Linked DNA regions of Mus musculus: regions 2, 3, 4, 5 and 6 are each linked to region 1. The links are chromatin contacts, called in public HiCAR-type and promoter capture Hi-C maps. All regions are on one chromosome and are shown on one strand. Each heading gives the region's core, a stretch centred on a gene start, on an enhancer-like site or on the middle of the called end of the contact. The rest is flanking DNA. Distances are from core to core; before and after follow the strand shown.

Evidence for each region. Promoter capture Hi-C pulls out the DNA fragments that hold promoters and counts their contacts. HiCAR-type assays count read pairs that join an accessible place to other places.
Region 2: a contact with region 1 is called in a HiCAR-type map of astrocytes, with 6 times the contacts expected there. The contact joins the promoter of Zswim9 here to the promoter of Zik1 in region 1. A contact is called at or near these places in 6 of 39 promoter capture datasets (cranial neural crest, frontonasal cranial neural crest, hippocampal neurons and 3 more) and 1 of 115 datasets of contacts at active chromatin or transcription factors (astrocytes).
Region 3: a contact with region 1 is called in a promoter capture Hi-C map of pre-B cells, with 4 times the contacts expected there. The contact joins the promoter of Ube2m here to the promoter of Zik1 in region 1. A contact is called at or near these places in 6 of 39 promoter capture datasets (cranial neural crest, frontonasal cranial neural crest, hippocampal neurons and 3 more) and 1 of 115 datasets of contacts at active chromatin or transcription factors (astrocytes).
Region 4: a promoter capture Hi-C map of pre-B cells shows a contact between it and region 1. The contact joins the promoter of Zbtb45 here to the promoter of Zik1 in region 1. A contact is called at or near these places in 7 of 39 promoter capture datasets (the 3T3-L1 cell line, cranial neural crest, frontonasal cranial neural crest and 4 more) and 1 of 115 datasets of contacts at active chromatin or transcription factors (differentiating embryonic stem cells).
Region 5: a contact with region 1 is called in a promoter capture Hi-C map of pre-B cells. The contact joins the promoter of 1810019N24Rik here to the promoter of Zik1 in region 1. A contact is called at or near these places in 7 of 39 promoter capture datasets (3T3-L1-derived adipocytes, cranial neural crest, frontonasal cranial neural crest and 4 more) and 1 of 115 datasets of contacts at active chromatin or transcription factors (astrocytes).
Region 6: a promoter capture Hi-C map of second pharyngeal arch cranial neural crest shows a contact between it and region 1. The contact joins the promoter of Zfp329 here to the promoter of Zik1 in region 1. A contact is called at or near these places in 9 of 39 promoter capture datasets (cranial neural crest, frontonasal cranial neural crest, hematopoietic stem and progenitor cells and 6 more) and 1 of 115 datasets of contacts at active chromatin or transcription factors (astrocytes).

Annotation. Positions count from the first base shown.
Region 1 is chr7:10,493,269-10,497,073 of GRCm38.p6, forward strand. Zik1 (zinc finger protein interacting with K protein 1) reads right to left here and starts at 2,113. Exons shown (of 4, transcript NM_009577.3): 1 at 1,874-2,113; 2 at 1,222-1,260. The coding sequence starts at 1,254.
Region 2 is chr7:13,276,860-13,280,664 of GRCm38.p6, forward strand. Zswim9 (zinc finger SWIM-type containing 9) reads right to left here and starts at 1,862. Exons shown (of 5, transcript NM_177312.4): 1 at 1,785-1,862; 2 at 287-569. The coding sequence starts at 561. It overlaps Lig1 (ligase I, DNA, ATP-dependent), which reads left to right and starts at 1,967. Exons shown (of 29, transcript NM_010715.3): 1 at 1,967-2,100; 2 at 3,289-3,362. The coding sequence starts at 3,346.
Region 3 is chr7:13,036,098-13,039,902 of GRCm38.p6, forward strand. It overlaps Ube2m (ubiquitin-conjugating enzyme E2M), which reads right to left and starts at 1,881. Exons shown (of 6, transcript NM_145578.3): 1 at 1,524-1,881; 2 at 469-563; 3 at 337-375; 4 at 115-218. The coding sequence starts at 1,632.
Region 4 is chr7:13,008,153-13,011,957 of GRCm38.p6, forward strand. It overlaps Zbtb45 (zinc finger and BTB domain containing 45), which reads right to left and starts at 1,700. Exons shown (of 3, transcript NM_001360833.1): 1 at 1,484-1,700; 2 at 1-177. The coding sequence starts at 177.
Region 5 is chr7:12,960,052-12,963,856 of GRCm38.p6, forward strand. It overlaps 1810019N24Rik (RIKEN cDNA 1810019N24 gene), which reads right to left and starts at 1,766. Exons shown (of 2, transcript NR_166501.1): 1 at 1,638-1,766. It overlaps Gm29638 (a long non-coding RNA gene), which reads left to right. Exons shown (of 2, transcript XR_391162.4): 2 at 1,436-1,836.
Region 6 is chr7:12,816,938-12,820,742 of GRCm38.p6, forward strand. Zfp329 (zinc finger protein 329) reads right to left here and starts at 1,923. Exons shown (of 2, transcript NM_026046.3): 1 at 1,880-1,923.

The DNA.
Region 1 (3,805 bases), core at 863-3,362:
TGTGTCTACCTTATTGCCATAAGCCTTAGAACTTTGATCATCCTCTTGCTCATGTCCATCAATGGCTTCTTCTCGCATAACTGTGTTTCTAATGGCTATCACTTCTACCCAGATGTCCAAAACTCAATCATTGTTCCACCGTTCCTGAGTAGCTAATATATTACTGTTACGAGAAACAGAACTACCCCTACTTACAATCAATGCACACTTACATTTTTTTTGCTAAACACTGACCAGCACTTTTTTTAGATATATCTATCTTAAACTTCCTCTCAAATTCAAGGCCTATAAAGCCACCTACCACATGATATCTTCCTTCATTGATTGTGAAAGACCTTAGAAGTAGCCAAAAACAATTAAAAAATATTCTAAATGGAAACGAACCTGATTACCAACTTTATATTACATTTGATGGAGTATCCATCCTTCTAGATTTTAAAGTCCTAAAGCAGTGGTTCTCAACCTGTGGGCTGTGACTCATTTGGGGTTAAAGACCCTTTCACGGGGATGCCTAGGACCAAAGGAAAACACAGGTATTTATGTTCCAGTTCATAAAGGTAGCAAAAGTATAGTTATGAGGTAGCAATGAAAATAATTTTATGATTGAGGGTCACCCCAACATGAGGAACTAAAGGATGGCAGCATTAGGAAGGTTGAGAACCACTGTCCTACAGCCTGTATAAATAGTATCTTCCCTTCTTTAAAATCTGAGACTCTAAGCAGCTCCAATTTCAAAACTAATCTAGACTCCTGCCACTTCCTCCATCTTCACCCTGGTGTAATCACTGCTAACACTTTCCCAAACTATTATGGCAGCTTCCCCCATGGTCTTATTGACTTCCTCACAATAACTGGGTTCTCCATGCCACAGAAACATGGAGGCTTATGTGACTAAGATTAGATCACCTCCCTCCTCTTCCCTTTCCTTTCCCTAAATGTTGAATTACTCTCATCACTCTAAAGCAGAACGCTGAGATTCATTCCAGATCTGAATCCTGCCCTGCTGCTTTCACTTCCCTCAGAAGAAAACACTTGGGGTTCTATGAACCACATGAGCCTCATCTCCAAACATTTACACATGCCAATCAATGCCTGCGTCAACCTTACAGATCACATTCTATTGTTTGTTACCAAAAGGAACTACTCCAATCTTCAATTTGTTAAGGCCCCTTTGACTCAAGACAAATATCTCAGTGACAGCCTAGGACATATTCTCCTCACCTGCATGAGGGCCATATCCATTTCTGCAGTCATGGACACCTGTGAGATGAGAGATGTTATGAATGATGGCAGGGACCCAAAGCTTTAGGTTTTCCTATACCCTCTCCCAACCCGGAGCAAAGTGACATAGGGATGCCCTCGTTACATCTGATCCTAAATCCTCAGTGCTTGTGCTTACTTATGGACCCTTGAACAATGACTCAACTGGCCTATAATATATCTCCACACAACTCCCAGGTTGGAAAACCCTAGGGTGGTCCAAGAACTAGCTGAGATGAGAATATACATACATATATACATACATACTCTCATCACGAGCAGCAGCTTTTTGGAAACCCTAAAACCCACACTCAAGTCTGTGTAGTTTTTCCATAACACGAATTCCTGTCATGGGGAAAATGGTACAACACTTCATCTCATTATTACGGGCCTAAATAGTCCACACTTCAGCGTCGCTCCAAGAAATTACACACACTATGGCCCTGGCTGTACCACTCCGCCTCCTCATTGTAGCTTTGCAAATAGAAAAGCCGAATCACGTACTCCTACTAATACAGGGATCTGGGGAGTAGCGACTTAAGGGGACTCCCTAATTCCGACTCTGCAAGATAAGTGGCGAGGACAAGGGAGCCACAAATGTCGCACCACTTACCTAAGCCTGGTGCATGAGCGTGGGCACAGCCATCCAAGTAAGCGAGCGCAGACAACGGGGAAACGGGGACGAGGGACCTGGACAATACTGCCACTGTCAGTGCCGGGGCTGCGATGAATATTACGCCCTTAGAACCGCTCCTTTGAGATTCTTCGATCCGTACACCTCTGGACAAAGGGGTCTTGCACACGATCTGGAAGGAGGGACCCAAAAACCGCTAAAATGAGCGCCACAGAGCGCAGCCGGAAATCCCGCCCCATTCCTCCAGCCAAACCCGAAGATGGTACTATCCTAAATTCTCATTGGCTCATGCTCCTCTCTCTGTGGATAGTGCATTCTGGGTAACGTAGTTCCTTCAGATATGCGTCTGTGGGTGGGGAAGCTGTGCAACTTCATCACCTGGAACAAAGGCCAAAAGGGATGTGTGCTGGGAAGCGCCATGTACGCTAGCAAACAACCCTTTTCATCTGTCTTCTTTTCTGAAGTCCTCGGCCATAGTCTGGGGCCACCCACCCCAGTGTTTTCCAACTTGGGGGCAAACAGAATACAAGGATGCTAGACTGGAGGTCAAAAGAGGCTGTGGTTGTATAGATGAACTCAAACTCCGGGGGAACTGCGGGATTTCTCCATGTGTACCCAAATGCTGGGCAGACATCCGATGGAGAGCCCATGCCTAGCCTCTTGAACTAGCTCAGGGCACTTGGCCTCCTAGTCCACTGTTGGAAGCCACTTGCAGGGAGTCGAATTTAAATCCATAGTGACTCCTACATTTCCCTGTTGTCTGCTTAAATACCCCCTCCCTTTGTATTCTAATACCACTCCTATGGCACTTGATTTGCCTCTTCTTCAGTGTTGCCCTAAGAGAACACACACAGCTCCTTAAGCTTCAACTAGATCTGTCCGGTAGCTAGAAAGTTGGCTGACTAGCCTGAATATCAATAAAAAGCAGAAATTGCCTCTCCAGGAAAAAAAAGAAATCAGGATCTGTGTGAGGCCAGCAAGTTCTGCAACTCGCCCTCTCCTGAGGGCGCCGCTTATAGAGGTAGAGAGCAGCAGCCACCAACTGGCCATAAACTAAATGTAACTCTTGTACACAACTACAAAAAAGACAAAGTTAAACAGAGTTCAAGCAAATCTTAAACTCCTAGCATATGAAAAGTTTTGTGTTTGTCTGTATTTGTATATTTGGCATCCATCAATCTCAGGACCAGAGATAGCTAAAGTTGTAACTCATGCTGATGTACACCATGCAATTCCTACAAAGGATGCCAGAGGGAAGAGAATTATTAGTTCTGGGCTAGCATGGTTACAGAGCATGAGTCAAACTAAAATATCAACAAATACCAACAGTGAAAGTCAATTGAACAGGTTGGAGTGTCTTTTCAATGATACTCAGTTGTCTAAATTTCCAAGTGGCTAGCTGAGCTTTCTACTACTTCTAGGAAACTAACTGGTCTGGACGCAGTCTTCTTTGCAGCTTGGTTTATTAAGGAAAAATGTGCCTTGAAAATCTCATTTTTGGGGGGGGGCACTTTCTGAAGCTATTTTGCATTGTCTCAACTGCCTACTTAAGAATGGAATGTTTCAATCTCACAGTTAACAGTTATGCAACAAAGCTATACATACATTATTACACATTTTAAGGAGACTGTAGAAAGAAATGAAGGCAGAGTCACTAAACTTATGAATTTTTCCAAAAGGCAAAAACCATTTGTTTTGCTGTAAAGCCCTTGCCCTTCTTGTTTAATCACACATATTTTATTTCCTATTATGGATCACCCTGGCTCTTAACAAGCTGAGGAACGCCATATAAATCAATAGACGTGAGGATACATATCTCCTCCTATGGCAGGAGGAAACTTCCCCTATACAGTGCCAGCCATTACCTGGATGTGTGTAAGAGCTAAACAGTTTATGTTGTCATTAGAAGTG
Region 2 (3,805 bases), core at 612-3,111, 2.8 Mb after region 1:
TTCTCCCCTGTCTTTTGGCTTGTTTCAGTATGCCTCTCACTCTCTACAATGGCCTCTACTAAACCCTGTATATCAAGTCTGGGTTGTTTTGTATTGAGTCTTATTTATTTCCTGGCTCAGACTCCATCTCAGTAAGTATCCTTCCTTGAATCTGTCCTGCCTGGCTTTTCTGTACTTGGCAGAATCAGTGGGCTTCTCTCCCTGGTATTAAACCTGTGGGTTGGAAGCTGTTTGGCTCACCCCTTGCTCCCCTCCCCCTGTAGGGTCACAGCTCAGGCTCACGCACCACGCTGTGGACTTGTTGGGCATGCGCACATCCTTGCACACCAGCAGCACGTAGCTGTACTTGAGCACGTGGATAAGCCTGTAGAGTGGGGGCGTGTTGGCCCAGGGGCTTCGTGCCACACGTGTGGAGCTCTTCACCGAGAAGACTACCAGTCGCTGCTGGCACCACTTGTCGAAGAAGCGGCTGAACTCAGCCCAAGAGAAGAAAGTTCGATCCAACAATTCCTGTTCCTCCTTCTGCACGGCTGCGCTCGGTAAGGGCTCTGTCAGCTCCATCCTGGGACCTTGAGTAGAAGTGGGGAGAAGAGCTGGACATCAGACCCATCTCCACCTGGGTTACCACAATTTCATCATCAGACTGTCTTATCAGCTACTGCTGCCTCAGGTACGTCTCAGACAAATCAAAGTGGTTTCATTGTTTGCTTTCCAGATAGGAATCTCCATCCCATTTTTGTGGTTCACCTGTTGCCTTCCCAGATTCAGTTGGCATTTAATCAATTTCAATCCTAGTTCCAGTTGCCTTAGATGTGACCTCTAGGTACAAATGGAATCAGTTCTACATATCTTGCCTTTAGCTCAGCTGTGAGCATCTTTGCAAATGTATTCCCAGCTTCTTGCTAAGATTTCTCCTTCTTCCAGATGTGAGTCCTATGCCTGGTGATAATATCTAGTAGTCCCATTCATCTGTAGCTCCCTTTCCCACAAGTCTACATTTGAGTGTAACTCATATCTACTCTCATAGCTAAGGCATGAATCTCTCATCCCAGTCATAATCCTCATACACCTTTCTTCTCCCTAGGTGTATCAAATGTGCAGCTGTTGCCCCTCAGATATGACTGCCTTGAACTGCTACTTTGATCTGTGTTTTTTGCTTCCCAGAGATGCTCTTATCTCCAGATGTGCTGCCCATGTCCAGTCAGGGATCATTCGCCTACAGGGGTGTGGCCCACTTGTGGCAAATTCAACTCAGAAGTGTCACCAATAGTCATCTTTGGTCCATACTCCTAAGACTTATTCTCCTCCTGGGCCAAGTTGCAGTCCCCTCTTCCCAGAAATTGCTACTATTCTCAATGTGTATCTTCGTTTTGGACACGGCGCCTTGTCCTCAGATGGGCTTCTTCACTACTAATGCTCCCCCGGGCCCCCACGTCCCGCTGAGCCTCTTGTCCCTTGCACAGCCCCTTTTATCCAGTTCCCACCTCTCGAGACTCTCTCAACCTGTCTCTCCGCTGCTCCTCCCGGCCTGACCATCCCACATAGCGGTGCTTCTCCACTCCTAAAGCTGTGCACCCTTCCGGCCCCCTCCCCCTCAACTCACCTACCCAACCCAAAGCGGCGTCCACCTCCCACAATGCCTCGCGCCCAAGCCCAGCCCGGCCCTTGCTCCCGGGATGCCCCGCGCGGTATCCCGCCTTTCTTCCCCTAGTGCCTGGCAAGGTGGCTTTCCACCAACCCTTCTCTTCTCCCCGACTGTCACCCTTACGACCTCGCAGGCTCACCGGCTCATCCACAGGGAGGACAGGCTTGGGGCCGCTTCCCAGCATGCTGTGCGGGACAGCGCCCCTCCCTCTCCCCACTCTGTCCCATTTCTAGGCTGCCTCACGCTCTAGAGACTACAACTCCCAGCAGCCTCCGGGCGATAGTTGCGGCACGCGCTACTCGCAGGCCCCCGCCCTTGCTCGTCTCCGCCCCCTCCCGCCAAAGTGCGCGCGAAATCTGTGTGGCGCGAATTTGGGGATTTCGGGTTTGCGTCTCTGAGCGAGCGAGCGAGCGAGTGAGCGAGTGTGGCGGCGTCCGGCAAAGTGATTTGGAGAGGCAAGTGGGGACGTGGGCACGGGCTTGGGGCTGGGGTCGGCGAGAGTGCCGAGCGCTTGTCGCCAGTGAGCTTTGCAGGTTCCGGGTGCGGCCAGCGGAACGGGAATGGGGACGTCGCGGCGACCGAGGGCGCAGGAGAGAGGGCAGCAAGGAGCCGTGTACAGGGAGAGCCACTGGCTGACTGGCTGACTGATTGACTGGTTGACCAAGGCCGCAGGAGTTTTGGTGTCTGCGGAGGACTGGTGGCGGCTTGGAAGGGCGTGACTAGGGAGAAAGCCTGGCGGTGGGCGTGGCCATCAGAATTAGTGGCGCCAAGAGAAGAGGGGCGGCCTGGGGCCGGAAAGGAAGGCTTGAGTGTGGTGTTTCACCCTGGACGCCTGCTATCAATCGGTGTGGGATGCTTGGTGTTATGGGACGCTTGTAATGAAAGCAAGGTGACGTCATTGGTCAGATAGTGGTCCGATTTGAAGACTAGAGAAGCTTGGCGCGATGAGTGTCAGGAGCCAGGGAAAAGGTGAGCTTGGCTGCCAGAAGGGGCACGGATGGGATAAGACTGGAGATCTGCAGACACTTAGGGGAGGGTCAGGTCTTGTTGCTTAGTGTATATGGAGTTGAAGAGGCAGAGAAACTTGAACAGGGAGGACAGAGGGAAGTTGTCAGGGTGAGGATGGACATTTGGAAAGGGAAGCTGGCCTTTGGCATTTGGCAGCCAAGGAAGGCTTCAGATATAGCTTAGTGGTACAGTGTTTTCCTAGCAGCAACAGACCCTGCCTGGGTTCTATCTTCAGTAATATAAAGGGGAAGGGGGCAGATAACGAAACTTAACTCTCAAAGAATAAAAATGTGAAAAAAAATAAATGTCAGTAAAATTTTCTCATTCTATGGAGAGCAGTCACCATTAAGATAGATCCACCTGTATCTATCCCATAATGCTGGGTTTACAGGCATGTACAACCATGCCTGCCTGACATTATTATTATTATTATTATTATAACATGGGTGCTGGAGATTCAAACTCATGTTCTCTCTCTCTTTTTAACAGCAGGCACTCTTACCCACTGAGCCGTCTCGGCAGTCCCTGAATACACTTGTTCTTTTATTTCCTTAAGAGTTGTGTTCCCCTTTCCCCCAAGTCTTAGTCTCTGGCACAGCCAATATCCTTAGCTGGTCTTTGGATTTCTTTTTCAGGTACAACTGATGAGAAAAAAAGAGCAAGAGAGGAAAGGAGAGACTTCTGCTGCCAACATGCAGAGAAGTATTATGTAAGGCCCCTGCCATGCTCAAGGCACTTTGTGTTGTGATGTTTCCTGGGAAAATGAGAGCTAACATTCACCCCAGATAAGGGCATTGATGACAAGCCAAAGAAATGATTCCACCAAAATTTAGCTTAGTAAAACAATTGAGTTATATGGTGTTACCTATAGGAAAGCTGATGCATCAGAGGCAACTACATCACTCCTAAGCTCACTTCAGCATGGGTGATGACTTCTGAAAGTTGCATCCCTGGAGCTATCTGCTCAACCTGCAGGCAATTCCACTGAAGAGACCCCTCACCCTCAGCAATTGCTGAACTACTTATGTAAACCTTGGGGAGGGGCTAGTGAGTCTTACAACTTTCTGAGCCTCTTCAGTGTTTTGAGCTTCCTGATTCTTGCCATCCCTCTTCCTTGCAAGAGGGAGTGTCCACATAATTCATTCTCTAAAA
Region 3 (3,805 bases), core at 631-3,130, 2.5 Mb after region 1:
GAAACAGATTGACCATAAAGGGGAGGGAAGGACAGAGATAGATGCAGTGTCCACAGAAGGCTGAGGATACCTGGAAGGCAGGTCTTGGGAGGGAAAGGAAGGCAGTGCCCTCACCTGAGGATGTTGAGGCAGACGTTGCCCTCGAGGTCAATGTTGGGATGATAAACCATTGTTTCACACTTCACCTTGGGAGGGTCATGTGGGTAACCCTGTCCCACCTGGCTCCAGAAAAAGAGAAAGGAGATGGGAAGGTGTAAAAAGAGAAAGGAGATGGGAAGGTGTTTTGGTTGTACCCAGTCTTCTCCACAGAGCTACCTTTGTACACTTGAGACTCACCTTAAAGCTGAATACAAACTTGCCACTTTTGTAGAAGCCCTGGAAGAGGAAGGGGGAGAGTGAATGAAGACCCTACTCTTATGGGGCCACCCCTGGTCTGTTCTTGGGAATCCTGCCCTGTTTTACTCTTACTTCATCAGGACAGATCACCAGCTTGAAGTTGAGGAGGTCGTCTGGGTCTGAGAAGCTGATGTCACACGTCTTGGGCAGGTTCAGCTCGTTAATGTCTAGGTTTGGACAGCATGGAAAGGGAGAGAAACAGGTAAAAGAAAGGAGGTCTGGGCATGTGTCAGCAGAACCCATAAGTTCGCTTTCTAGACCTGAAGAGCTTTGTGTGGTGTACTTTAACTCAGTCTGTACTACTCCATATTCTTTCCACTTTCCAGTCTCTACGTGGACTCTTCTGGATACACAGTATCCCATATACAAGCATCTTCAAGTATAACTGCCCATCTCTTGGGAAAACCCTTACCCAGCTAAGTCCTCCACAAGTTCCCACAACATAGTCCCCAAGAACCTCTACTCCCATAACCCTTGCTTCCAAGAACCCTGAGCACCTTAAACCTGAGGTTTTCTATCTCTAGTCATTATCTCCACTCACTACTGTTTATCTGTCCACCGCAATTCAAGGACCATGACACCGGCCCCCCAACACTAAGTCACCCCTTCTCATCAACCACCCACCTCCACTGTCCTTCCTCGTCTCCATCTTATTACAAGCCCAAGATCCCATCTCATCCTTGAGATTTCCTGTATGGTAGCTTAAATTGACCCACACTCACATTTTTTAGTTCCTGTAACCTTCTTTTCTCCCTCCTCTTCACCTCAAACTCAAAATTGCTCTGCCTGACCCTCTGGACCTGAGTCTTGGGCCACGAGTCCCCAGTTTAAAACACTAAACCGTCTCCCACTTATTCCCAATTCGTAACCTTCACAATCTTCACGACACGGCACCCCAGAGCAAAGTTCTCGTCTGACTCTCAAAACTATACCCCTCCCCTAACAGATTCCGCGTCCCTAACACTCCAGGCCCGAGTATCCCAACGCCCCAATCTATGACCCTCCCTAGTGACCGCACCCCCAGTCCCGCATCACAACCCTCGAAACCTGACCACCAATACCAAATATCAGGGGCCGCATTTTCTCGCCACGGTCCCTGACCTCGAACGCAGGGTCCCGACCCCTACCCTTCTGAATCCGGAGCTGCGCCGCCGACGCCTTCTTGCTGCTGCCCTTGGTGCCGCCGGCCGACTCCTCCTCCTTCTTCTGCTGCTTCAGCGAGAACAGCTTGATCATCCTGCCGCCGCCGCCGCAGCCCGCCGCCGCGGGGGCCCGGGACCCCGGCCACCCGGCCCCCCGCCGCCGCCTGCGCCGCTTCCGCTCCTCGGACCCGCTACCGCGGCCTCCTCCGCTGCCGCTCGCCCGGCCTGCCGCGCTGCTCCGCGCCCACCGCACGGCCCGCCTCGGCTCCCGTAGTCCGGCTCTGGCCTGGCTAAGCACCTCGGGTGTGTTCGGAGGTGCTCGGGAGGACTCGGCGATCCTCGGCCCCGCCCCTGCTACGGTCCCCGCGCCCTCCTCCCCCTCTTCCGCTTGGGTCTGGTGAGGCCCCGCTGCGGCTGCGGACGCCGGCCTTTACAGGTCCGCCGCTCTCCCGCCTACTTGCTCCCTCTGCTAGGAGGCTGCGGTGAGGTGGAAGGAGGAGGCGGTAGCCGCGCTTGCGGCGGCAGGGTACCGCAGGGTACCGGTGGAGGCTCAGCTTCCGCGGCAGGCGCGGCTTCGATGCGGAGGTCGGCAACGGCCTCGGGCGCCCCGCCGCTTCGGCACTTTCCGTCGCCTGCCCACTTCGGTTTTTCCTGCCTCAGCTGTGCTCTGCGCCTGCGCAACCCTTGCAGCCCCCTGGTTCCTCCTCATTGTAGTTTGAGGTTCGGTCTTTTTCGGTTAAGCTCGGGTATTTCCGTTTGTGGAGGTGACTATTCGGCGGTCTAGCGGGTACTTCCTGGGACGCGCACCCAGTAGAGTAGGAAGCAGTGCTTGCGACCATTTTTGAGCGAGGCGGGTAGTGAGTGGCCGTTTGGCTCTCGGTGGTTCCATTCAATCTTACACTTACGCGGAGCGCAGCGGAACCGGGCTAGACTGGATCTTTGCTCTCTGAGGATTCAGCAAACGCAGGGCCTGGACGTTTTAAGGGACGTTGTCGAAGGGTGCAGAAGCAGGCTCCCCTAATCCCACCGCAATCCCAGATTCGGATTGATGTAAACTAGTTTAAATTTCGAATTGCTCTGGAGGCTTGAGGCATCAAGTTGGCTTGAGCCCAGGCGCTCAGGGATACCCTAGGCAACACATCGAGACTCTTGTTCCTTAAAATAGATTTCTATTGTGCAACAGGCTGTGAGCAACTGTGTAGTTCTAGGGTCCAAGGTGGACGTGGGTATAGGACTCATAACTGCGGCTTAGAGAACAGCAGAAGTGGCATTGGCTCTCTCGAGTGGCATTGTGCCTCTCGATTGGCTTATGTTGAGTGAGCTTAGGGTGCTTGGGAGGCAGAAGGAAATAGCTCAGGATGGGTCAGTGACTTCAGGCTGTCATCTAGGAATCCAGCCGAAGCCAGAGTCTAAATGCTTCTTGTTGCTTGTCTGGTCACAGCTTGAAAAACATGGCCAGAACAGGTTCGGACTCTGTTCTGCTCTTTGCCATCTGACAGCATTTGTGCCACCCAGCATGACCCGCGGTTCTACATTCCAGACTTAGCCAGCAGCACCCTCCTCCTCCTGACTTTTTAAGGCTAGCTCATTCTGAGACTCAGACAAATCACTCTAGAACTGTTCATTACTGTCTTGTCAGTTACCATTTTTGTCAGTTACTATCTATGCTGACTATTTTTGTGCAGCTGTTGTTTTTCTGGCTTGCTTTCTTCCAGATAGGATCCATCTCTGTAGTCCAAACTCAGCACGTAGTCCAGGCTGATCTTGAACTAACATTATTCCTGTTGTCTCTGTTTCCTGAGTGCTGTGGTTACAGATACATCCCTCCTTTTTCTGACCCTTCTAAAGTCCTATGGCTGTGGCTACATGGGGCTCTGGCTAATCTTTCTGGTCCTACAGTTCTACTGACTGGGGTAGCACTTGCCTGCCTGTGTTCATTCACTACCCCTCAGATTGGATTCTAAATTATGCTTAGCTTAACTCAGGATCTTTGGTAGCCTGTGAGACAGGAGAGATCAACACTGAAAATTATGGGGACTTAAGAAAGGAATAGAGTGGCTGGAGAGATGGCTCAGTGGTTAAGTGCATTGACCGTACTTACAGAGGTCCTGAGTTCCCAGCAACCACATGGTGGCTCACAAGCATCTGTAATGGGATCTGACACCCTCTTCAGGTGTGTCTGAAGACAGCTACAGTGTACTCACATACATGAAATTAAAAAAAAAAAAAAAGTGGTGGTGGAGGAATAGAGCCTCTGACTCTGTAGC
Region 4 (3,805 bases), core at 450-2,949, 2.5 Mb after region 1:
CTGAAAGAAGGGTGAGCCAGCGGCCAGCACACAGCGGTGAGCACGCAGAGAAGCCTCACGGATGCGCACGGTCACATCACAGAAGTGACCGCCTAGCCTCTGCCCATTGAGGGTCTCCAGTAGTGAGCGCGAAAAGTTCTGTAGGTGGATGTGGTGCACTGCCTCTGTGGCTGCCATCTGCAAGAGGAGGAGACAATGCGGATGGCTGTTTTCTTTTCTAGTCTACCCTAGTCAGATTTCCATATCCTAGTACCACGAAGGCCCCAAGCAGATCTATGACTACCTCAAGAACCAGGTCCCATTAACTACTGTTATGTGGAGGTTTTCAGAAGGGTGGGGAGGCAACTTGCCTCCTGGCCGAATCATTTAGGAACACCCCTTGAGGCTGAGGATTTGTGCCTGCCATACCCAAGGGAAGCAAATAAACAGTACATATAACAAGGCCTTTGCAACCTTGTTTCTTCTTTGCATCACCTGAGAGGTGCTAACTTTGGGCTTTGAAAATGCACCAGTGATGTGAAAGGCCAGCAAGCTGAAATTCAGTGTTGTTTAGCAATCCCCATAGTTCTTATGAACCCGAGACTATCATCCTGGCACTAATCATACTGAGGGAAGACAGATTCTTCCATCACACACACACACACACACACACACACACACACACACGCACACGCACACACACACACACACACACACACACACACACGCCCTCCGCAAAGGAGCTGGGAATCAGAATTGTCAGTTAACCCATCAAGCAAATATCTCCAGGTCTCTGGGCCTGTTTCCTTATTCAGCAAACAAGGGTGTTTCCCTTGGATCAGATTGCATACACTGCTCTAAGGGAAGAGAATCAAGATTCAGGATTCGCCCTGACCACCAGCCTGTCTCTCTAGGACAGACCCAGAGCAGGGCCCCATTTAATCCTGCCCCTTACAAAAGGACTACTGAGATCTCAGACTCAACGATTCTAGATCCTTAACACAAAAACACCCTTCCCTTTCTCTCGGAGTATTGCACACATTGTGTCAGTTACCACTGGCCTGGCCTACTGGAAGTCGCCATGCAGGGTCCCTTCCACACTCCCACCTCCAGGCCTTTCCCTCACGTGGCCGCCAGAGGGAGCCTGCGAACCGGGTTTATCTGGGACCTCTATGATGATGAATTAATTCTTCAAACCCACCAAGGCTTTGAACCTGTCTCTGCCAAGCGGCCTCCTTTTTCAAATAATATGCCAACCCATAACTCTTCCTCAACCCCATCCATACCCTACTTCTCGAACGCCCGGACTCCTCAGATGCAGCAGAACCTTCCTGAATGCCTCAGAACAAAGGCACACTCTCCCACATCTCCTACAGCATTCTCGCTACAACTCCCTCACCCATGCCATGCACCTTGTTCCATCAGCCTGTCTCACTCCCACCCTATCTATGCCAGAGTCCCCTTCAGGCCCGCTACATCTACCCCCAGTTTCCCGCCTCCGCACCCTGCCCCGATCCTGCAGCGCCCTCTTGTGTTCGCAACGTGCACACCGATCCTCACGCAGGCGTGCCGCTCCTGGCACGCCCCAGCCTTCTCTGGGACTCTGAGGCAGGGGGATGCCCGCTCGACCCCACCTCCGACTCCTCAGGCAGCAGGTCCTGCAGGTCCTCCTGCTTGTCAACTTGAAGGCCGCACTTCCGGGCGCTGAAGCGGAACAGATAGCCTCGGCACAGGCGGAACGATAGTCGGGAGCACGTTTCCGGTGTTCCTCTTTAGACTAGGCAGTCGTTGAGCAGAACTTCCGGTCTGGTCCGCGCCACAACCAAAATCGCAGAAGCTGGGGACCGAAGAGCTGGGGATCAGTAGGCAGAAGGAGCAGGAGTCCGTCGTCTCCAGGCTGATCCGAGCGAGCTGTCAATCACTCCTCGGGCCACGCCCTCAGTACTCTCAGCGGGTCTGGAGAGGGCGCTGGATGGAATCCAGAGGCTTTTTTTTTTTCTCCCAGGTGGCTTTTCTCTTACACGGGAAAAGTTTCTCTCTCTCTCTCTCTCTCTCTCTCTCTCGATTTATTTATTTTCTATTTATTTTATGCGAGTACATTATTAACTCTCTTCAGACACACCAGAAGAGGGCATCAGCTCCCATTACCGATGGCAGTGAACCGCTGAGCCATCTCTTCAGCCCCGAGAAGTTTCTCTTGAGTCACTTCTGCTCGCACCCCAGATGAAGAAGCTTTGCAGAGCTTCCCTGCAGTCATCTAAAGAACACAGGCCCACCTTCCCAAGGAAGCCTCCTCATTCGGTGCTCCCACCTCACCCCACCCAGACTCTCGGGAATTCGCTGCTCTATAAATGAATGGTTGAAGAACCCCAGCTTGGCCACAGATCAGAATAGAATGTAGGACACGAAGTGGGCTCGGAAGTAGTCAGATACCAAGGAGCAGGGACTAAGTGCGTAGAGGGAGAGAACAGCCAGAGAGTTGTCCAAGCGGGGCTCCTACGTGGTCCTTTTGTTGTCCAAGACACCCATGAACCAAACCTCTCAAGTGGTGGGTTGGCCTTCCCTTCCCCTCTGTTCTTGGGGCAATCAATCAACCACTATGTAAGGCAAAAGAGAGGCATAGAGCTCTGGGCCTCCGTGTGAATGGTACTGAGGAATCTAGTGGGTGGTGCCGCATGAGGAAGATGTCAGGATGTTTTGTTCCCCATCCTGGACCCATGCTGGGTAGCTGTGTTGTATGTGTGTTTGAAAGTCTGGGGAAGCCAGGCGGTGGTGGCGTATGCCTATAATCCCAGCACTTGGGAGGCAAAGGCAGGAGGATCTCTGAGTTCGAGGCCAGCCTGGTCTACAAAGTGAGAGTTCCAGGATAGCCAAGACTATACAGAGAAACCCTGTCTCGAAAAACCAAAAAAAAAAAAAAAAAACAAAAAAAAAAACCTCAGAGGTTGAGGCAGGAGCGTCAGAAGTTCAAGGTCACCCCCCAGATATCAGAGTTGAGCCCAATCTGGGTTACATAGGATGCTATAGGAGGGGGGGGACCCTCAAAATTTAACAGCTAGGAATGCTTGTAATCCTATTACTTGAGAGGGAGAAGCTGGACGAATGGGAGTTTAAGACAGCCTCAACCATAAGAACCTGCTTAGCAAAACAAAACAAAAACAATAAAAAACACCCAAGTAAATGAGCTGGGACAATTGCTTGCATGCATGAGATCCTGGGTTGAAATAATTAATAGCAGGCTAGAGAGATGGCTCAGCAGTTAAGAGCACTGACTGCTCTTCCAGAGGTCCTGAGTTCAACTCCCAGCAACCACATGGTGGCTCACAACCATCTGTAATGGGGTCTGATGCCTTCTTCTGGTGTGTCTGAAGACAGCTACTGTATACTCATATATACATTAAGGAAATAAATCTTTTTAAAAAGAGAGAGACAGAGGGGAAGGAAGGAAGGAAGGAAGGAAGGAAGGAAGGATGGATTAACAGCAAAATGACAAGCATAATGGTCTGGCACCTTTATCTCTTAAGATTCTTAGCCCAAGAAAGAGATCTTGCGGGCTGGAGAGATGGTTCAATGGGTAAGAGCACCTACTGCTCTTCCGAAGATCCTGAGTTCAGATCCCAGCAACCACATGGTGGCTCACAACCATCCCTAATGAGATCCGATGTCCTCTTCTGGTGCATCTGAGGACAGCTACAGTGTACTTAGATATAATGATAAATACATCTTTTTTAAAAAGAAAGATAGATAGAAAGAGACTTTGCCTTCGCCCGCTAAATCACTCCCTTCACACTGGACAGCCTTTCTCTTTGCTCATTTCTCCTCAGCA
Region 5 (3,805 bases), core at 516-3,015, 2.5 Mb after region 1:
AATGGGAACTGATGCCCTTTCTGGTGTGTCTGAAAACAGCTACAGTGTACCTACATATATAAATAAAATTAATCTTTTTAAAAAATGCTAATGGAAAGGCAAAAAAGAGGGGGTAGGGGGACTGGAGAGATGGCTCAGTGGTTAAGAGCACTGACTGTTTTTCTAGAGGTCCTGAGTTCAATTCCCAGCATCTACATAGTTCATGGTTCACAACCATCTGTAATAGAATCTGATACCCTCTTCTGGTGTGTCTGAAGACAGCTACAGTGTATTCTTTTTTTTTTTTTTAAGATTTATTTATTTATTTTATGTGTATGAGTACACTGTAGCTGTACAGATAGTTGTGAGCCATCATGTGGTTGCTGGGAATTGAACTCAGGACCTCTGCTCACTCTGGCCTTGCTTGCTCCAGCCCAAAGATTTATTTATTATTATTATATATTATATTATATATACAGTACACTGTAGCTGTCTCAGACACACCAGAAGAGGGCATCAGATTTCATTACGGATGGTTGTGAGCCACTATGTGATTGCTGGGGTTTGAACTCAGGACCTTTGGAAGAGCAGTCAGTGCTCTTAACTGCTGAGCCATCTCTCCAGGGCTACAGTGTACTCTTATACATAAATAATTCTTTTAAAGAAAAAGTCATCTACAAGTTTTGACCTTACCAGCAATCTACCTTCATCTCATTTTGCCTCAGTCCCAGGGGCCTTAGTCACCTTTTGAACATATATATACACAAATATACTTTCTCCTGAAGTTGCTTCTCCCTTTCTCTGACTTTATAGCATGTACCACAGGTCAGTCAACTGGTCCTCTACTGCCACAACGAAACATCCACCATGTTAAAGATGCCCTTCCCTTTAAAAAAAAATGTTTATTTATGTATCTCTGAGGAGGTCTATGTGTGTACATGCATGTGACTGCAGATGTGTGAGGAGTCCAAATGTGTAGATGTGTGCCTGTAATCACAATACTGAGACAGTGAAAGCAAGAGACACACAGGAGGGGGGGTGGTTAGGGGGAGGAGAAGGGAAGAGGAAGGGAGGGGAGAAAGAATAAAGAGGGAGGGAGGGAGAGAGAGAGAGAAAGGAGAAAAGAATAAGTGATGGTTGTAGCTTGACTGAAACTGTGAACTTGGAGGTCGGAGCAATATAACTTTGCATCTGTTGTTAAACTAGCCAGATTTTATGATGTGGAAATAAGAAAGATAATTAGAAAAGTGCTCATGGAGTATGTCTTCAGTAACCACAAGTTTGACACTTAAGGTAGAGTCTCCTTATGAGTCTCCCTTCCTTCTTCCAGTTCACCCCGAGCATCTCATTGCCCCTGGGCAGCCAGAGGAAGCTTAGGGTGCTTCAACCCTTCCAGACTCCCGGGGCTCCCTCTATCTCTCTTAGATTACCACTCTACCCGGTCTCTCCCTAACAGATCCTGAACACTCCAGCTCAGCCTCACTTCCAAGCAGTTGCACACGGAGTCCCTATTCATCCAACGGCTTTCTATACTGTTTTCCAGAAGTGGGAAACCCTCGGCATTACGCGTAGTGGGGGCGTTGGGACCTTAAAACTGACGTGAATCTACGATTCCCAGTAGCAAGGCAAAACACCAGAGGACGTGAATATGAGCCTACCGTCTCGCTCGCTCGGAGACTCAATGCCCAGGGACTTCAAGCCTGCAAGGACTAGGAAATGGAAAGCATCGGCTACAAGTGCCGTCCTCCCCATTACCCTTCCTCTCCGGTCCCAAGGAGGCGTGTACTAAGTGAAAGGACTCGGCTTATAGATCCCACCCATTTGGCGAGCAAAATAAAGTCACGACTCCGTTGCGCACACAGCCTGAGAAAAAGCTTTTTTTTTTTTTTTTTTTTTTTTTTTTTTTTTTTTTTTGAGAAAAAGCTTTTCATCTGGGTTGTGATTGGCTCAGAGTCTAGAGAGCCTCACAGTCTTGTGGTAAATGTAGTTTCCACCCGGCATCTGGTGAGCGAGGAGCGAGCTTTTGTTCTCCGTGGCATTGACTTAGCGGCATTGTAGAGAACGTAGAGAATGGAGCTAGGCAGAGGTGTCATACACCTTTAATCTCGGTGAGTTCGAGGCCAGCCTGGTTCACAAAGCAAGTTCCAGAACAGCCAGGGCTACACAGAGAAACTGTATTGAGGAAAAACAAAACCGAAACAAACAAACAAAAAATATGGCATGGATATAAATTAACTTCCGTTTAGGACTCTCCTTTTAGAGATTCCCCGCAAGTACCAGTGCCCTGAGATCCTTTTTCTTTGTTTGTTTGGTTGGTTGTTTTTTTTTTTTTTGTTTTTTTTTTGTTGTTGTTGTTGTTTTTGTTTTTGTTTTTCGAGACAGGGTTTCTCTGTATAGCCCTGGCTGTCCTGGAACTCACTATGTAGACCAGTTTGGCCTCGAACTCAGAAATCCGCCTGCCTCTGCCTCCCGAGTGCTGGGATTAAAGGCATGCGTCACCACTGTTCGGTGAGATCCTTTCTTTAATGACATGGAGTGCCCTTCTAATTTAGCGGATTCTGACCCAAAGTTATTAGCATATTTGAAGAGCTTACTAGTACTTCAATTTCACCCGCGGGGCTCCTCTGCCACTTACTGAGTCTGAACTCCCCCTTGACTTGAGCACCCAGGCCTCGATGAGACTCCTGGGGATTCTGAGCTCACTTAGAAGCTGCTGTGATTTGTAGTCTGGTGGTGAATTTTCTGGGTGGCTTGATACTGACTGTGTATACCAGGATAGCTTAGAACTCACAGAGATCTATCTACCTGACCCTGTCTTCTGAGTAATGGGGTTAAAGGCATGAAGGCATGAGCCACCATGCCTGAGAAAAATAATATTAATTTTACATTTATTTGTATGTGCCTGCCATGAGATTTATGTGGAGGTCAAAGGACAACCACAGTAGCCAGTCCCAGGTACTGAGCTCTGATCACTGGGCTTGGTAGCAATCTCACCAGCAAGGGTACTGAGGGTTTAAACTCAGGTCTGTATACGTACACGCAAGCGCTCTTAACCCACTGAACCATCTTCCTAGCCTCGTAACCTTCCTTTTGAGAGATGATATAGCAGGGAGAGAAGTTTCAGAAAATAAGAAAGTCCAAGGTACCAGAAAAAACATACTAGGCAGGCATCCAAAAGAAAATAGACTAGGGGGGGGGGAGAGAGAAAAGGAAACGTTGTAACTTTCAGATACACTTTACTGACCCTGTGGTAGCTTGTGGAGATCATCTCTCTTGGCTTTCTTTCTTTCTTTCTTTCTTTCTTTCTTTCTTTCTTTCTTTCTGTCTGTCTGTCTGTCTGTCTGTCTGTCTGTCTGTCTTTCTCTCTCTCTCTCTCTCGCCCTTCCTTCCTTCCTTCCTTTCTCATATACCACTGAGCTACACCCCTAGCTAGCCCTCTATACTTCTTGAGACAAGATTTTACGGAGTTGCCTAGCTTGGCTTTGAACTTACTATGTAGCCGAGACTGTGAACTTGTAATCCTCCTGCCTCAGTCTCTGGAGAAGCTGGGCTTGCATGCCAATGTCACCACTAGACCTGCTGTGGCTATTTTGTTGCACTTGCTTTCCTATTTTAAAGGTTTGTATATAGCATGTGCCTGCATGAATTTATGAGCACCACCTGTATACAGGTGCCCTTGGAGGCCTGAAGGTATTGGATCCCTTGACACTAGAATTATAGGCAGTTGTGAGAAGGCTGGTGTGAATGAAACCTGGGTCTTCTGCAAGGTCAGTAAGTGTTGGGACATTTCTCCAGCCCCTAGTTTTGTTTTGTTTTGTTTTGTTTT
Region 6 (3,805 bases), core at 673-3,172, 2.3 Mb after region 1:
CCATCAAAACATTACAAAATTGGTCTGGTGAGATGGCTCAGCGGGTAAGAGCACTGACTGCTCTTCCAAAGGTCCTGAGTTCAAATCCCAGCAATCACATGGTGGCTCACAACCACCCGTAATGAGATCTGACGCCCTCTTCTGCTGTGTCTGAAGCCAGCTACAGTGTACTTACATATAATAATAAATAAATCTTTGGGCCGGAGCGAGCAGAGTTGACCAGAGTGAGCAGGACAAAGGTCTTAAAAATTCAATTCCCAACAACCACATGAAGGCTCACAACCATCTGTACAGCTACAGTGTACTCACATACATAAAATAAATAAATCTTTTTTTAAAATTACAAAATTATCAAAGAGAAATAGCATTAATAGTTGAAGGTGATTGAAAAGACAAACTTAATGCCACACATGATCCTGGAATGAACCTTGGCACAATGCAGTTTTAAAAAAAATTTTTAAACTTATATATATATAAGTTATACAATGATTGGTCCCAATAACATTCTATCATAGATCAGGGTGGGGGCATGGAATTCCATGTCCTCTTGAGGATTAAACAGGCAGTTAAGGTTGTTGGCAGAGACTTTTGTTCTGAAACATTTCTTTTTACATATTGGTATATGTGTGTCCATATGAGTGAATGTCACCTATGTGTTGACACTCTCTAAAGCCAGAACAGTGCGTTGGATACCTGGGTAAATCCTTTGGAGCTGGACCTACAGGTGCTATAAGTCCCAAAGCTTGGGTGCTGGAAACCAAACTCAAGTCCTCTGAAGAGCAGCAAGTGCTCTTAACCACCGAGTCTCTCCAACCTCACAAGATTAACATTAATTTCATTCATGTGGCCACTGGGAGGATGGTAGGATACCCATTCTCCTTTGCTCATGGAAAAGGAAAAAAAAAAAAAGCAAGGTTCACATTTTAAAGAGAATCATCACTAAAGAATTTCAATGTGTAGTGTCAGAATATTCAAAGTATTACTTCTAGTAACCCAGCCCACACACACACTATCATGCCTGCCTGTGCTACATTCATTATGTGTGTAAACTATAGTGGGCATGTGTTTAAAAGAAAGGAAAAGCCAATGTAGCAAAATGTTAATACGTGATAACCCGGATGGTTTCGTCATTATCTATTAAATTATGCCTGCAATTTAGCTGTGGGTGTGAAATCTTTCAAATTAGAAGACTAGGAGAAGGCAGGGGGAGAATGGAGGAAAAGTTGTTGGAGGAGGATGAACAAAAGTGTGTTTTTCCAGGGAAATAAAACCATTGAAAACCAAGGAAGAAACAGCAAACTAGAGAAGGAACAAAGCAAAGGAGGGATGATACATGAACCTCCCTGGGGAGGGGAGGAGGGATAGTTAAATAGATGATGGATGGACGGATAGGCTGATTGATTGATTGATTGATTGACTGATTTTGCAAGTATCAACAGAGTTAAGGGAAAGCCACCTAGAAGATTCCATGGAAAACAGCCCCGTCGCTCATTGGAGTCTGGCAGCCAACTCAGCCTGAAACCGGCAAATAAGAAGGGCCGGGTGCCCAAAGGATCTCGGCAAAACCTCCGAGAACAGCGGGGCTCGAGACAAGGACGCCCTAAGTAACGAGCAGGAAAGAGGGACAGCCTCACCCGACAGCAGCGCGGAGAGCATCTACACCAGCCAGTCAGGGACCCCTCCGACCCGGGGGTGTACACACCCGCGGGGACAGCGATGTCCCCGCTCACACCCTCCGGGTGAGCCCGAAACTCCCACGGCCCGCGTGAAACCCAAACGCTCTGCACGCCACCCCTCCAGCACCCCTCGACTCCCTCCCGCAAGACACTCAGAGGGGAAGCTAAGGAACAGAAAGGCACCGAGGCGCGGAAGGACTCACTACAGGATGCCGGCGGCGGCCATGGTCGCAACAACTGCGCATGCGCAGATCCTGGTCCTGCGACGCGCACGCGTCCTAGAGGTTCAGTTGCTTCTGACTGCTGTGCACTCTGATCTGAGAGTCTTGCACCAGTACCTGCAGCTGCGGAGAGGCAGGAGCAAGGCATTGCGATCAGGAAGAAACGTCTCCTCACCTTTATTTATAGAATTATAACTAAGTTACTGATGACTCATGGATATTCATTTTCTACCACGATTCTGTCTTTTGAGAGGGTTGGCTCAGAGTATGAGAGTCCCCTACCTCAGCATCTCCAGGACTCTCCTGATGTTATAATTTTGTTCTAGAGCCTTATTTTTTATTTACTGCATAATTTAACAAAAACACGATTATAGGTGAAAAATACTAAAATTCAGCCAAATACACCTCTTTTCTTGACAATCATTAGTGGAAGTAAGCTATGTTTTTTTTTTTTTCCCCTTATGAGTGTTTTGCCTGCATGTATGTCTGCATCACATGCTGCAGTGCCCTCAAGACCAGAAAAAGGTGTCAGATTCTCGAGGGCTGGAATAACAGACAGTTGTAAGCTGTCTCTTAGTTGCTGTGAATTAATCTCCAATCTTCTGGAAGAACAATAAGTGCTCCAAGCCCGTGTCAAAGGTGTATTTCACCAATATCCTAGATGTTTCTGAACCCAGACAATTTGACAATGAAGATTAACCAACAAAAAAGTTACAACTAAATTTCTCCATTTTGAACACAAAAAAATAAAATGTTTTGTGTTTTGTTTTGTTGTTTTGTTTTGTTTTGTGTTTTGTGTTTTGTTGGTTTTTTGAGACAGGGTTTCTCTATGTAACCCTGGCTGTCCTGGAACTCACTCTGTAGACCAAGCTGGCCTCGAACTTTTGTTTTTAAGAAAACAGTACTGAAGAGATGGCTCAGCAGTTAAGAGCACTGGCTGCACTTCCAGAGGAGCAAGGTTTGATTACTAGCATCCACATGACAGCTCACAAAAGTCTGTAACTCCAGTTCCAGGGGATCTGTTGTCCTCTTCTTAAGTCTGCAGACACTGCCCATAAGTGGGTTACAGACAAACATACAGGAAAAAAAGCATCCATACACATAAAATAGAAATAAATAAGTCTCTTTAAAAAACAATAATACCAACAAAAGCAGATTAGAGTTGTAAATGGGAAAACAGAATCTGCTAAAAGGGACTGTTTAGGGTGATAAAAGATTTCTTCATTGGTTGTGCTGGTGGTTATAAAGCTGTGTTTGAAACACAGTGAACTGTTGGGCATGGTGGCACATCCCTTTAATCCCAACACTTAGGAGGCAGAGGCAGGTGGACCTCTGAGTTGGAGGCCAGTCTGGTCAACATAGTGAGGTTCAGATGAGCCAAAGCTCCAAAGTGAAACAGTGTTCAAAAACAAAACTTGATCGGGACACATGATGGTTCCTCGGGTAAAAGTGCTTTATGCAAACCTGACAAGGAGTTCCATTCCCAGAACCATATTTTAAAAAGGGGGTGGGGAGCCCAGGACAGTGTCACACATCTTTGTATGACTTCAGTACACCCACAGTTAGATGGGAAAGAGGACAGAAGCACCAGAAGTTCACAGGTCAGATAGCCTGCGTTTTCTGAGAAGACAGCTTCTTAAATGAGAAAGATGCAACAGCCCATGACTCGGTCTTCTATCCATATACAGATGAGGCATATACCTCTCTCTAAAATTGTACTGACTTCCCTATACAAGAAGGAAGGCACAAGTGAGGGTGCTTGAATCTCACTTAGAAGGGGGGATAAAATAGTCATAAGAAGCAGATGTAGGGAGGGAGGGGGAGGGAGAAGAGAAGGGGAAGGGAGGGGAAGGGGGTTCAGAATCAGGTGTAGGGAGGAACAGGTGCAATGAACATCTGTCTATGAGA